2 separate regions of the Sminthopsis crassicaudata genome follow, and region 1 is linked to region 2. A link is a contact called in public Hi-C data. All regions are on one chromosome and are shown on one strand. Each heading gives the region's core, a stretch centred on a gene start, on an enhancer-like site or on the middle of the called end of the contact. The rest is flanking DNA. Distances are from core to core; before and after follow the strand shown.

Region 1 (5,345 bases), core at 2,050-4,549, 250 kb before region 2:
CTAAAAAGACATAACCATCCTTGACCAATGATCACCTATGTTGTTTGCCTCCCATAGGTCACATCACTTCCTGCAATTTCACTAACATCCTGCATCCCAGGGTTCTAGATTGGGAATAGAGATCATGTGACTTTCTGAAATCTGAGGCTCAAGGTCTCATCTTCCCACTCTGGGTATAGGGATCGTGTGACAGTCTCAATATTGAGAAATACTTCATCCCATCAGTTCCATTCAAAGTGAACAGAACTAGGAGAACATCTTTTCCTTCTTCCTTTCCCTATATCATCCTCCAACTCCTACCAAGTAGTTGTTTCTTAGCAGTTTCAAATAGAATGTCATACTTCTCCAATTTTAGGAATTTGGTCCCTTTTTAACTTGCTCAGTAATTACAGATGATCCCTGAAGTATGGCCAAATTTCTTGCTCCCACCACTAATTCTGAGGTTCCCCAGCATCTCTTTCTGTTCCTGAACTTGCTCCCATCTGACTGCTGAGGCCACTACTACCATGCTGCTTTTCTGGACAAGTCCCTCACAGCAGAACTCAGCTTTTGTACTTTCTATACTGTCCTAGGCAGGCAAAAATGATTCACTATGACTTTTCTTGGTTTTCCTAATTAGAATTCAATTGAGGTTGTTGTGGAGAAGATGTGTGGAGAGAAGTGGGCAAAAATGCTGATTTGTACTTCACCTTGATTCTGCCCTAATCCAACCATTTTAAAAAGCAATAAATAATCTGGCTAGGAAAATGCCTAAAAAATTCATATCTTTGACCCAATATCCCTCTGGTAGGCATATACCTTGTCAAATATGAAAAATAAATTACCAAAGAGCCCACAAAAGTTAAAGCAGAAAGCTTTAAAAGAAAGAAAGCTTTAACTGTCAACTCTGAAGAATAATATAAAACAAAATTTTAAAAGCTCATGAAAGTTATAGGCAAAAAAATCTTCTTTATTCTTTTGGAATAGAAAAACTTGACACAAATGCTGTAGCCTGGTCTAGGACTAAGGAGACCCAAGGCAATCAAGCTAATCCTTGATATATCTAGAGGTAGCAAGACAAAGAATGTAAGCAGTGAATTGTAACAGGGGCAGTGAAATGTAACAGCAACAATGTGGCAAGTTTGCCTAGTAACAAAAAGTCTATTCATAGCAGGGCTTCATGACTGGAATGCAACACTTGCAGGTGCTTGCCCAAGTTTAGGGACCACCTGGGGCTGGTTAGAGTCAGGTCTGTGATTTAGCTCAGGGGGAGTGAAAACTATTATTATTATGCTATAGTTTGGTTGTTGGGCCTTCACTTTGGAAAACAAGATGTTTCCTAATGGAAAGAAAAGAGAGGAATGGTCTTGGCATGGGGGTCCTGACAATTTATCAGTTGATTTCTTCACTGTGCAGTTCTAATCTACATGTACTACTTATTCTTCCCTTCAAATATTTAAACTATACCTTGAAACTCACATCCCAGCTGTTTCCAAACAGAAATTGGATCTAGATTTGTACTATCAGTTTCTTTTCTTAGATGATCACTTTCCTTCCTAGATTCTCCTTTATTGTCTGTAAATGACAGAGGAAGTCCTCAGGAGATTGCCTCAGTGATAGACCTATTTTCATTGGCTTTAAGCATCTTGCCCCACAGTACAAACGTCCAATTACTCTTTGGATACTCAGACCCAATTTTGGACTTAGGAAGATTCTTGAAATCTGGAACTTTGAAAATGGCCACTTTTTGTTGTGACTTTTCATATAGACACGTTCATGTTAAAAGCAGTCCTGTGCTCTAAAAAAGAAAAGGAAAGTTGGGCTTCTGTTCCTCTTTCGCATTCTTGACCTGGTTTAACTTTAATGAAATCTCTAAAACCAAAGTTTATAAATTAGATCTCCTCAAAGTGAGAAGCATCCCTTTTAAAAAAAGTTACTTCCTATACAAATAGCATTTGTTATTGTTTCCACCAGAGAAAATGCTTAAAATACTAGATTAATAAGCCTACATAATTGCAGAAAACATAAAACCTCTCATTACATTCTCCTGAAGATAAAGAGACTTTAGTAAGACTACTTTACAGATTTCTCATTTACTTTGGACTATACTGTCTAAGTCACTCTCCAGATCAGTCTGGCATTGTTTAGACTTTAGTCTTCAACTACAGCAGACTCTGGGAGAAGCTCTTCTCCAAGAAATGGTGTTGTTTTGGAAAAAATTCTCATTAGGTGAAAAAGGGATTCAACCAAATGATCTGTGAGACCTCGGAATCCCTTGCTGTTCTAGATATATGGATACCCTTGGAGAAGGGTAGGGGGAAAAATTGTTTTGGACTATCTTCTCACTAGCCTCAGGAAAGTTTGGAGCCACAAATTTGTCAGTAGGTAGATCACTGACAAGTTTAGGGGACATCAAAATAGCACAGGATAAGAGAGTAATAAAAAGGAGGCAACTGGTCTCTTATCTGTCTAATTGTATTCTACTGTCTGTACTTTGAAATCAACACCTAGAGTTCAAAAACAGTCTGTCTCCTTTTTCCTGTCTTCTCACCCGTTTCCAAAATGCTTTTCTGGACTTCTCCTCTACCATAAACTCTAGCTTCCTGAGTTTATGAAATCTAGACATGATAATAGAAAAAAAAATTTTTTTTAAAGATGAATTTCATGGTGAGGGTGAAAAAGCCTTTAGAACCCTATCAATTCAAAGATCTTGACTCCAGAAAACCCATGGTGAGACAGGATAACCATCTTCTAAGAGAAGTAAAAATCAAAGTAAAGTTTGAGACATTTTTGAACAGTGCTGAAATTTGGTTGTTGTTTTTTTCCCCGAATATATATTTGATACAAGGTTTCGTTTCAGGATTTATGATGAAAAATATTTCTCACCTTCAGAGAGGGAACTGATAAAGTCTGAGCGCAGACTAACAAACATTTTCACTTTGTTTTTCTTGCTTTTTTTTTTTTTGCAACATGGCTATTATAGAAATGTGTTTTGCGTGATTTCACATGTATAATTAATATCACATTTCTTGCCTTCACAATAGATGAAGAAGGGGGGAGGGGAGAAAATTCAAAACTCAAAATTATATTAATACTAAAAATAAACAAATGAAACAAGGTTTTGCTTCGCTTTCTTTTTCTCAATGGGTAAGGAAGATGGGGAAAATGGAATTTGTGTTACCTGAAAAAAAATTTAATTAAAAAACAAATTTTGCTTGTTTCAAACTATAGCGGCGGACTAAACACCAGGCGGCGCTTCCACATCGCAGCTCAAGACTGCTTCAGCTATTGGTCAGACTCATAGATAAAGGTCCCGGAAGGGGGAAAAAAAAAAAAAAAAAAAAAGAGTACGAGGAAGTTTCTCGGCAGGAGCAAAGTGGTCGGGGTTGGACTAGGAAGGTCTGGGGTGGAGCTGGGTGTTTGAGAAAGAGTTGGGGGTGGGGAGAGAAAAAGAGAGAGAGAGAGAGAAAAAAAAAACAGCTCTCGCTCTCTCTCTCTAGGGTTGGGCTTTGTTCCATTGGCCGAAGTGGAGCTCACAGGCGGGGCCAGCTCCTCGGTAAATATAGACTCCCCGGGAGCCTAAGGTTGCACAACTGCCCAGTAGCTGTTTAGTACTGTGTCTGTAAAACCTCTGGGAAGAGACCCTCCGTCGTTTGCCGCCGGGCCCCGTGTCATGGTGCCAGCCTGACTGAGGAGAGGAAGCTCCCGGGAGACGAATGAGGAACCACCTCCTCCTGCTGTTCAAGTACAGGGGCTTAGTCCGCAAAGGGAAAAAAAGCAAAAGACGAAAATGGCTAATTTCGTGATCCGCTCCGCCACGCCCGCCGACTGCAGTGATATTCTCCGGCTAATCAAGGTAGCCCCCACCAATCTTCGGGAGATTTAGTTTCTCGTTTTCTTGAATTTGAGCTTAGACTTTAGAATTGGAGAGGACCTCAGACGCCCAATAGTCATCCTCTTCTTCTTCCTTCCCCTTTTTTCAGATGAGGAAACAGAACCAGAGAGTTTAACTGTTGCCCAAAGTAAGAAAGAAAGGGGGAGGGGAGAGGAAGAAAGAAAGATGGATGGATGGGTGTCAAGTAGAACTAAGGTTAGAAATACAAACAAGATCGTTAGAGACCAAAGACGGGAAGAAATTGAGGAGGGCCGGGACTCCCCCAAACCAGCGCACTTTCCACTTCCCCTACCTGGGGACTGGCTGTGTAACCCGAGCATTGCAACCTCTCACACCCGTAACTAGAAGATGGCTGGATTTCCTGCCTCCCTCTTCTGGCTGAAATCTAGGCGTTTTTTTCTTTCTTTGTTTCTTTCTCTCTTTTTTTTTTTTCCCCTTTAGTTTCAGGTCATTTGCGTGTGTTTAGAGTTGACCAGGAAACTGGCTACAATCCAGTTCTCCCTTAGGCTAGTCCTTCTCCTCCCCCTCCTAGAGTATAGTCATTGGCTCAGAGCCTGAGCCCTGACGTTGCAGGTGCCGAGTAAATAACCCTGCCTCTTTCTAGCTGACTCACTTTTTTATCTATCAGAGAAAGACAATCTCAGATTCTTATGTTATTTTTTATTTCTCTTTTCTCTCTTCTTCTATTAGGAACTAGCTAAATATGAAGAAATGGAAGAACAAGTAGTGCTAACTGAAAAAGGTAACTTATTTGATGTGAGATTTGTCAAATAACTTGGTATCTTTCACATTAGCCATTATTTCTATCTGTCTTTGTTGGCCATTCTTGTAGATTTGCTTGAAGATGGGTTTGGAGAGCATCCTTTCTACCACTGCCTGGTTGCAGAAGTGCCAAAAGAGCATTGGACACCTGAAGGTAACAAGACTTTGGCCTATAAGTCCAGTTGCTCTTCCTGTTCCCCCTCTTTTTCCCTACCCCACCCCAGTAGCTAATCAGAAAGAGACAGGATGTTGATATAATGTCTAATTTTTGGTTAGAACTGTCGGCTAATTCAAAAGTTGAGTGTGTTTTTGGGAAGGTGGCCAGAAATAAGGCAAGCCAATGTTGAAACTAGGAAAAAAAAAGAAAAGTTGATGTAATGCCGTGCTAAAAAAAAAAAAAAAAATAGAGTGAGATAATTTGTCAGCAAAAATGCCCTACATATTCCCCGGAAAATTGGGTATGATGTCATTTGATGTAATTCAATTTCATAAAATGGTTCTTCTTGTTTGACCCTAACATAACCTTTTCTGTAATCGTGTTGAATCACATTTTTTCTTTAATTTGTCCCAATCTTCAGGTTACAGTCTCTAGCTTCGCCATGTACATGGCCCTTCCGTGTACATGGATGGGCGGGGAGGTAACTAAAAGATCCGTTACTCAATAAAGTAGATGATCATGATAAATGAGGTAAGGCCTAGAGGGACAAGT
Region 2 (6,140 bases), core at 1,218-3,717:
CAGCTAGGTGGGGCAGCGGATAGAGCACCAGCCCTGAATTCCGGAGGACCTGAGTTCAAATCCGATCTCAAACACTTAACACTTCCTAGCTGTGTGACCCTGGGCAAGTCATTTAATCCCAGCCTCAGGGGAAATAAATTGTCTATGTATATTTGTTATAAAAGGTTTCGTTTTGTTTTGGTGGTTTTTATTTTTCCTCAATGGGGAGGACAAATAGGGAGAGAAAAATGAATTTTTTCCCCCTAAATGAAAAGAAAATTTTTAAAGTACAATGGCTAAATGGCTCCTTCAGTTTGATTGGTAAAATTCAATGAGGACTATTACAAGAAAAGCACTGTGCTAAGGGCACTAAGCCAAGATGAAGGCGTAAATCAGGCATGGCATTTGAGCTGAGTCTTGAATGAAGCTGATAACTCTAAGAAACTGAAGATCAGGAAAACAATGTAATTCACAGTCATGGGGACAGCTCAGAGGTGAGAGAAAAAAAAAAAACAAATACGTGGAGGAAAAATGAAATATAAAATGCCTGGAAACTAACATAAGGTAAAAGTCAAGCAAAAAGTTATTACATATACTTTTCTCTTCTATATATACAAATATTAAAATAAAGAGGAGAAAAAACTTGCATTCTTTAGAATTTAAATATATTTTAAAAGCTTGCTACTCATTTCAAGGTATGTGGCAATTTTACATGACTTCTAAGAAAAGGGATTCTTCATATGCCAAGTAGGAGCTTTTTTTTTTTATTTAAAAATAAAGTGCTGTCATCACAACAAATAAGCGCAAAAGAATTTAACAAATTTAATGAACAGAGCTAATGACAAACTTAGGATCTCAATATAACAGAACTATGAATCCAATACTGTTAAGAAATCTGGTTCTAATAAGAATTAGAATAATAAGGTTCTTACAGAAATATTTCGAAAGGGCAGTGCCACTGAGGTTTCCTGAGCTATTGCGTTCTATACACTCATCTCTCAAAGACGAAGTAGGTGAGGCAGGATACACACCTTGGTGTTCTTGGTCCAGTTACAAGTGGACTGGCGTCTGCATCAGGAAAAGCACCTCCGCCATTGATATTAATCGGCGTCCCCGTATTCGGTTGAAGAGGAAAGACCCAGGGCTGTACAGGCCATGAAGACTGAACCCTCCTCCTCCTCTTCTTCCTCCTCTCACCTTTAGAGGGGATCCTCCCTCCAGGACGGGGCCGAGGCACTTCGAGGCCAGCGTGGGGGGAGCCTGTGCACTGGTTGCTGAGGTGGCTGCGGCCCCCGACGTCCCTGCCCTAGGGATAAACAAACCTTTCAGTCTCCTGGGGTGTCCCCCCCACGTCCTCGCCCCGGGGACACCAGCATCGTTTCCGAGGGTCGAATAACGATAATAACGGCAATACCTGCAGGAGTAACTCAATTTGAGGGGGTGGGGAGGTGAACAGGCAGCCGGGGGCGGAGGGCGGGAGGAGAAACCGGGGTTAGGGCGGGGAGGGGGCAAAAGAGGGCGCGGGAAGAGGAGGCGCCCGGCCCGGCCCCGGCAGCACGGCTCCAGCGCCTCCCTCCGGGGTCAGGGGCTTAGCCACGCCGGGAAGACGAGCTCCTCCCCGCTCTGCCGCTTACTCCCCCTCTCTCCTCTCTTTTCCCCTCCCCCCCCCCTCTCCTTTTTCCCCTCCCCCCGTGACTGTGGGCCGGAACCGAAGCCGGTCGTCACCGCAGGGCCCTGCCCGGGGATTGCCGGGGCCTTCCTGAACTGCAGCTGCTCCGGCCGCCCACCCGCTCAATCCCTCCGTCCGTCGGCGGAGTCTGTCCGTCTTCGCGGCGGAGACAGACTCCCAAGATTAAACCCGCGACGGGTGGGGGGAGGGAGAAAAGGGGGGTGGGGAACAGCAGGAGAGAGGAAGGGGGGCATCCCCTGTCCTCCTTCTCTTCTCCACCCCCGAAAAGCCCGTGAGGTTGTGAAAGAGGTTGGAAGGAAGATAATTATTTTCCCCAAAGCAACAACAACAGCTTTAACCGGTGTTTACCTTCCCCCTGGTCCAGCGCCAGCGCCGCCATCTTTCTTTCTAACGCCGGGCACTGCGCGTACGTCACTTCCGCCGCCACCGCCACCTGTGGGCCAGAAGCACTAACCTGACCAGGCTCGGAAGTAACCGGACACTGAGCCGAAGAGACTGGCGTGGCGCCGGCCAACGTATACCGTCATCAAATCTCCGCCTGCGATTTCCCCATGTCCTCTCCACTCCTATGTTTCTGGGCCTCTGAAAAAGGCAGTCGTAATTAATGACCCTCTAATAAATAAATAAGGTTGGCCCGCCCCCCTCCCCACTCCCAACCTAGATCCCAATGAAACCCAGGATGACGGACTTTAGCCCGGTCACTCTTGGTTCTTCGCTTGCTGAGCCCCGTCTGAAAACGTCCTTAAGGGGCTCTACGTAGGCTTTAAAACTATCTAGCGTTTGTTTTCTTTGGGATGCTACCACGCTCTGCGTGAGTGCGAGGACCCTTGGCTCCTGCGCAAATGAGCAAAGATCCATTAGCCAGAGGCTAAAGAGATCGTCATTCTTCTCTGAGTAGCCCACCTCTAGGAGTATCGAAGAGACAAACAGCAATTCAAATTAACAGGAACTATTATAAAATCCATTTCAGCACCTGGACGGGAGTGTGAAGGGAAGGCAGGAGAAAGGGGGAGGTGGTGGGAGGATGGGCGCAAAACTGTTTTAGAAGTGTTACACCTGCATTAAATGACATCATTTTTATAAGGCAACTTAAACTGAAGTATTGCATCACGTTTCCACTTAGCTTAGTACACAACAATTACATGTTCATCATTGTTCAGCCCCAGTGGCGAAAAATTTATAGAAAATGGCACATATGCGCCATTCAAAGAAATGATTGGAGCGATGTAAAACACTGCTCTATTCATTTCTAACTGCGCCAGAAGAAAATGGCAGAAAATTTCAGAAAATATTGAATAGATGAGTCACATTCAATATTTATTTACATACCAATATTCAGATTCTAATTAAAGCTGTAAAAAAAAATGTAGATTTTTCTTGCTTTTTTTCCCCTTGAAATATAAAATTGCAACATATAGCTATTTTACAAATCTATTAGTTTTCTTCTAGAAAAAAATGAAGGAAAGGACAAGAAGAAAATATTTGAAGGTCAGTGTTCTAGTACAAAAGTACATTGAATTAAAGTGATTTGCTCATTGTTATTAATATAATGGATAAATGCTATTATGGTTTTTGGTTTTTCACTTCTCAGATAAGCTTAGAGAATAAACCATATAAATCCAAGTAAAATTAAATCATATAAAACAATTTTTAGAGACCTTCAAATTCTCTAGGAAGACTGCAATATAGTTAATTTTCAGTAGACCAAATTAGCATATATTTTGTAGAAACATCACATAAAACAATAATAATCATGAGGGACACCCATACCATACTCAAAATAAGCAACAGACTTAAAAGCATGAGGAAGAACTTTCTCAGGTTCTGAAAAGCATAGAATCTAAATTTTAAAACCTTAGTATTTATCTGACACCTTCATTTTAGATATAAGGAAATAGCTCTACTCATTGCTTTCATTTGTTACTGGAACTTTTCTGTCAATACTTCTGTATTAAATATTGTGGGCAGAACACTGAACCTAGAGTCAGGAAGAAGTGGGTTCAAATCTGGTCTCAGACACTAAACTGTGTTATCCCAGGTAAGTTATTAAATACCCTGTTTGCCCCTGTTTCCTCATCTGTAAAAAAAAAAAGACCTACAAAATAGTAAATCACTCTAGTATTTTTGCCAAGAAAATCCCAAACAGGGTCACAAAGAGATGGATGTGAATGAAAACGAACAACAAAATTGAGTAAATTCCCTTGACTCTCATCACCTCCAGGATCAAATATGGAATTATTTGGCATTCAAAGCCTTTATATTCCCAGTCTTGTACTTTACTTCCCACTATGTACTCTGTAATTTAGAGAAACCAGCACCCTTGCTGTTTAAAAAACACCTCACCTCCTGTAAAACAACAAACTACATTAGGTCTTCTAACTGATGAGTTCTTACACCATGAGTATGACTATAGAGTTCCCTCTGGATTTCTTAAAAAAACAAAGGAATAGACATGAGATGAAAATTATCTAGGTCATAAGACTACATGCAAATTTGAGAAGGTCAGAGAGGGGAATTTAGAAGTTGAAGGAAAAGCATTTTGTTTTATATTATCAGACTGCTTGGAAATAAACTATGTAACTTGGGTCAACAATTTCCTTTGCCAAACCTTTCCCTGAAACCCATTAGTCTCAAGTAAAGCAAAACCTAAGATCCTACTGATGAAGTCCTGAGCAACTAGGTGGGATTGGAAGATAAAATTATTCCTTGAGGCAAGCAGGGAAGGGTACCAAAGGGTTCAACCTTATAGTCCCATCCTCTGGGGAGGTCATTTGTAGCCCTACCTTGCTGTGTACAGTCAGAAATACAAGTTATATGAAACACCTAAGGTTAAATTCCACTATAAATCTGTCTATGGTTCACAGCTTCCTTTTGGGTCAATCTCCCACAGAACTGTATCTTATAGGTGCCAAACTCCTCTATGCATTTAGCCTGCCAGTTAAGGGCATAATCCCACCTCACAGTGTATTCCTTTCTCCTAGTTAATTGTGAATTTGACTACTTCCATTCTTAATTGTTAAAATCCTTTTGCTTGCTCTGTGCTCTCCCAACTCTTTCATATTAACCATTACTGGTATCGATTGTATCTCTTCATTTTGTCTATAACCTCTCCTCATTAATAAATCTACCATTTACAAAGAAAATGGCCATTATGATTTCTTCACATGACGGAACCTAAACATTTAGTGCTTATATCAATCACATCATTTGGAACTAGGAATTGCTACCCTGAACACATCACTATTCTAGCCAGCTTCAAAGTGGTGAGCCAGAAAGGGGACTTAAGTGACTGATTCTGTCATGGAGAAACTGTAGTAGGAAAGAGATTAGAGAACAATTTAATTATTTAAAAGGGATTTACTGGGACCAAATGGATCTATGGCTTAGTCCCAGGGCTGAATGAGACTATCATCTCAAAGAATCCAGCAGTGAATGGATTTCTTTTATAAGGTTACAAGATCAATGACATAATGAGGAAGGTACCTGGGATGAGGATGACATAATGGAGGCAGGCACCTAGGATGACATAATGGAGGGAGGTACTGGAGAGGCTCCTGATGATATTCTAATGATGTGTAATATACAAAACCTTTATCCTATCAAACATTAAGAAGGAATGATTATAGCTTGATGTCTAAGATATAAGACTTGTATCCTATCAAACATTAAGAGGGAATGGTTATAACCTGAAACAGAGTAACTGAATAAGACAATTAGGGAAATTGTCAGGACATTAACAGAGAACTGTGGCACAATTCCAACCCTCCCACACATACCAACAGTATAGTTTAAGAGGCTAAAAGTCTTTAAATTAATTAAATGCCTAAGTTTTCTTTGGGTACTCCCTAAATTTAAGCATCTGAACTGTTCCTTGAATTCCTGAATTTGAGGACATATATATAGCCCTGGTTTGGGTTGACTAGATTTGAGCTGAGCTTTGAGCTTTCAGCCCATGTAGTGACTGTTTCTGTTATTTTTATATACATACTTTCTTGTGTGCCTGGCTCTGATGGGGTGAATAAGATCCCAACAAAGACAAGATCTTTGGTAGCTAACTAGGTTATAACTCAGGATTATAGGAGAGTATATAATCTGGAATCCAAGCTACTCCCTTAGGCAAGCAGTGAAGAGCACAGATAGGATTAATTACAACCTCAAATGGACCTTTTGTTCTTAAGGCCTTTTGTCTCAGGTCAATTCCTTACATTGACAAAATCATCATACAGTTTGCTGTATCCAATCAGAAAGCCAAATTATGATGTCAAGCCTTGGACTATATTTCCCCTATACAAGAAATGCACAAAGAATGTTTGTGGCAGCCCTCTTTTGGTGGCCAGAAACTGGAAACTGAGTAGATACCCATCAATTGGAGAATGGCTGAATAAATTGTGGTATGAATATTATGGAATATTGTTGTTCTGTAAGAAATGACCAACAGCATGATTTCAGAAAGGCCTGGAGAGACTTACAT

What was found. A called contact is a pair of places that touch in the nucleus more often than the background predicts.
Region 1: a Hi-C map of fibroblasts shows a contact between it and region 2, with 3 times the contacts expected there. The contact joins the promoter of SAT1 here to the promoter of KLHL15 in region 2. A contact is called at or near these places in 2 of 2 Hi-C or Micro-C datasets (fibroblasts and hippocampus).

The regions. Positions count from the first base shown.
Region 1 is chr3:294,594,391-294,599,735 of ASM4859323v1, reverse strand. It overlaps SAT1 (spermidine/spermine N1-acetyltransferase 1), which reads left to right and starts at 3,299. Exons shown (of 6, transcript XM_074300920.1): 1 at 3,299-3,835; 2 at 4,565-4,616; 3 at 4,707-4,790. The coding sequence starts at 3,770.
Region 2 is chr3:294,341,603-294,347,742 of ASM4859323v1, reverse strand. KLHL15 (kelch like family member 15) reads right to left here and starts at 2,467. Exons shown (of 5, transcript XM_074300915.1): 1 at 2,358-2,467; 2 at 2,018-2,251; 3 at 912-1,285.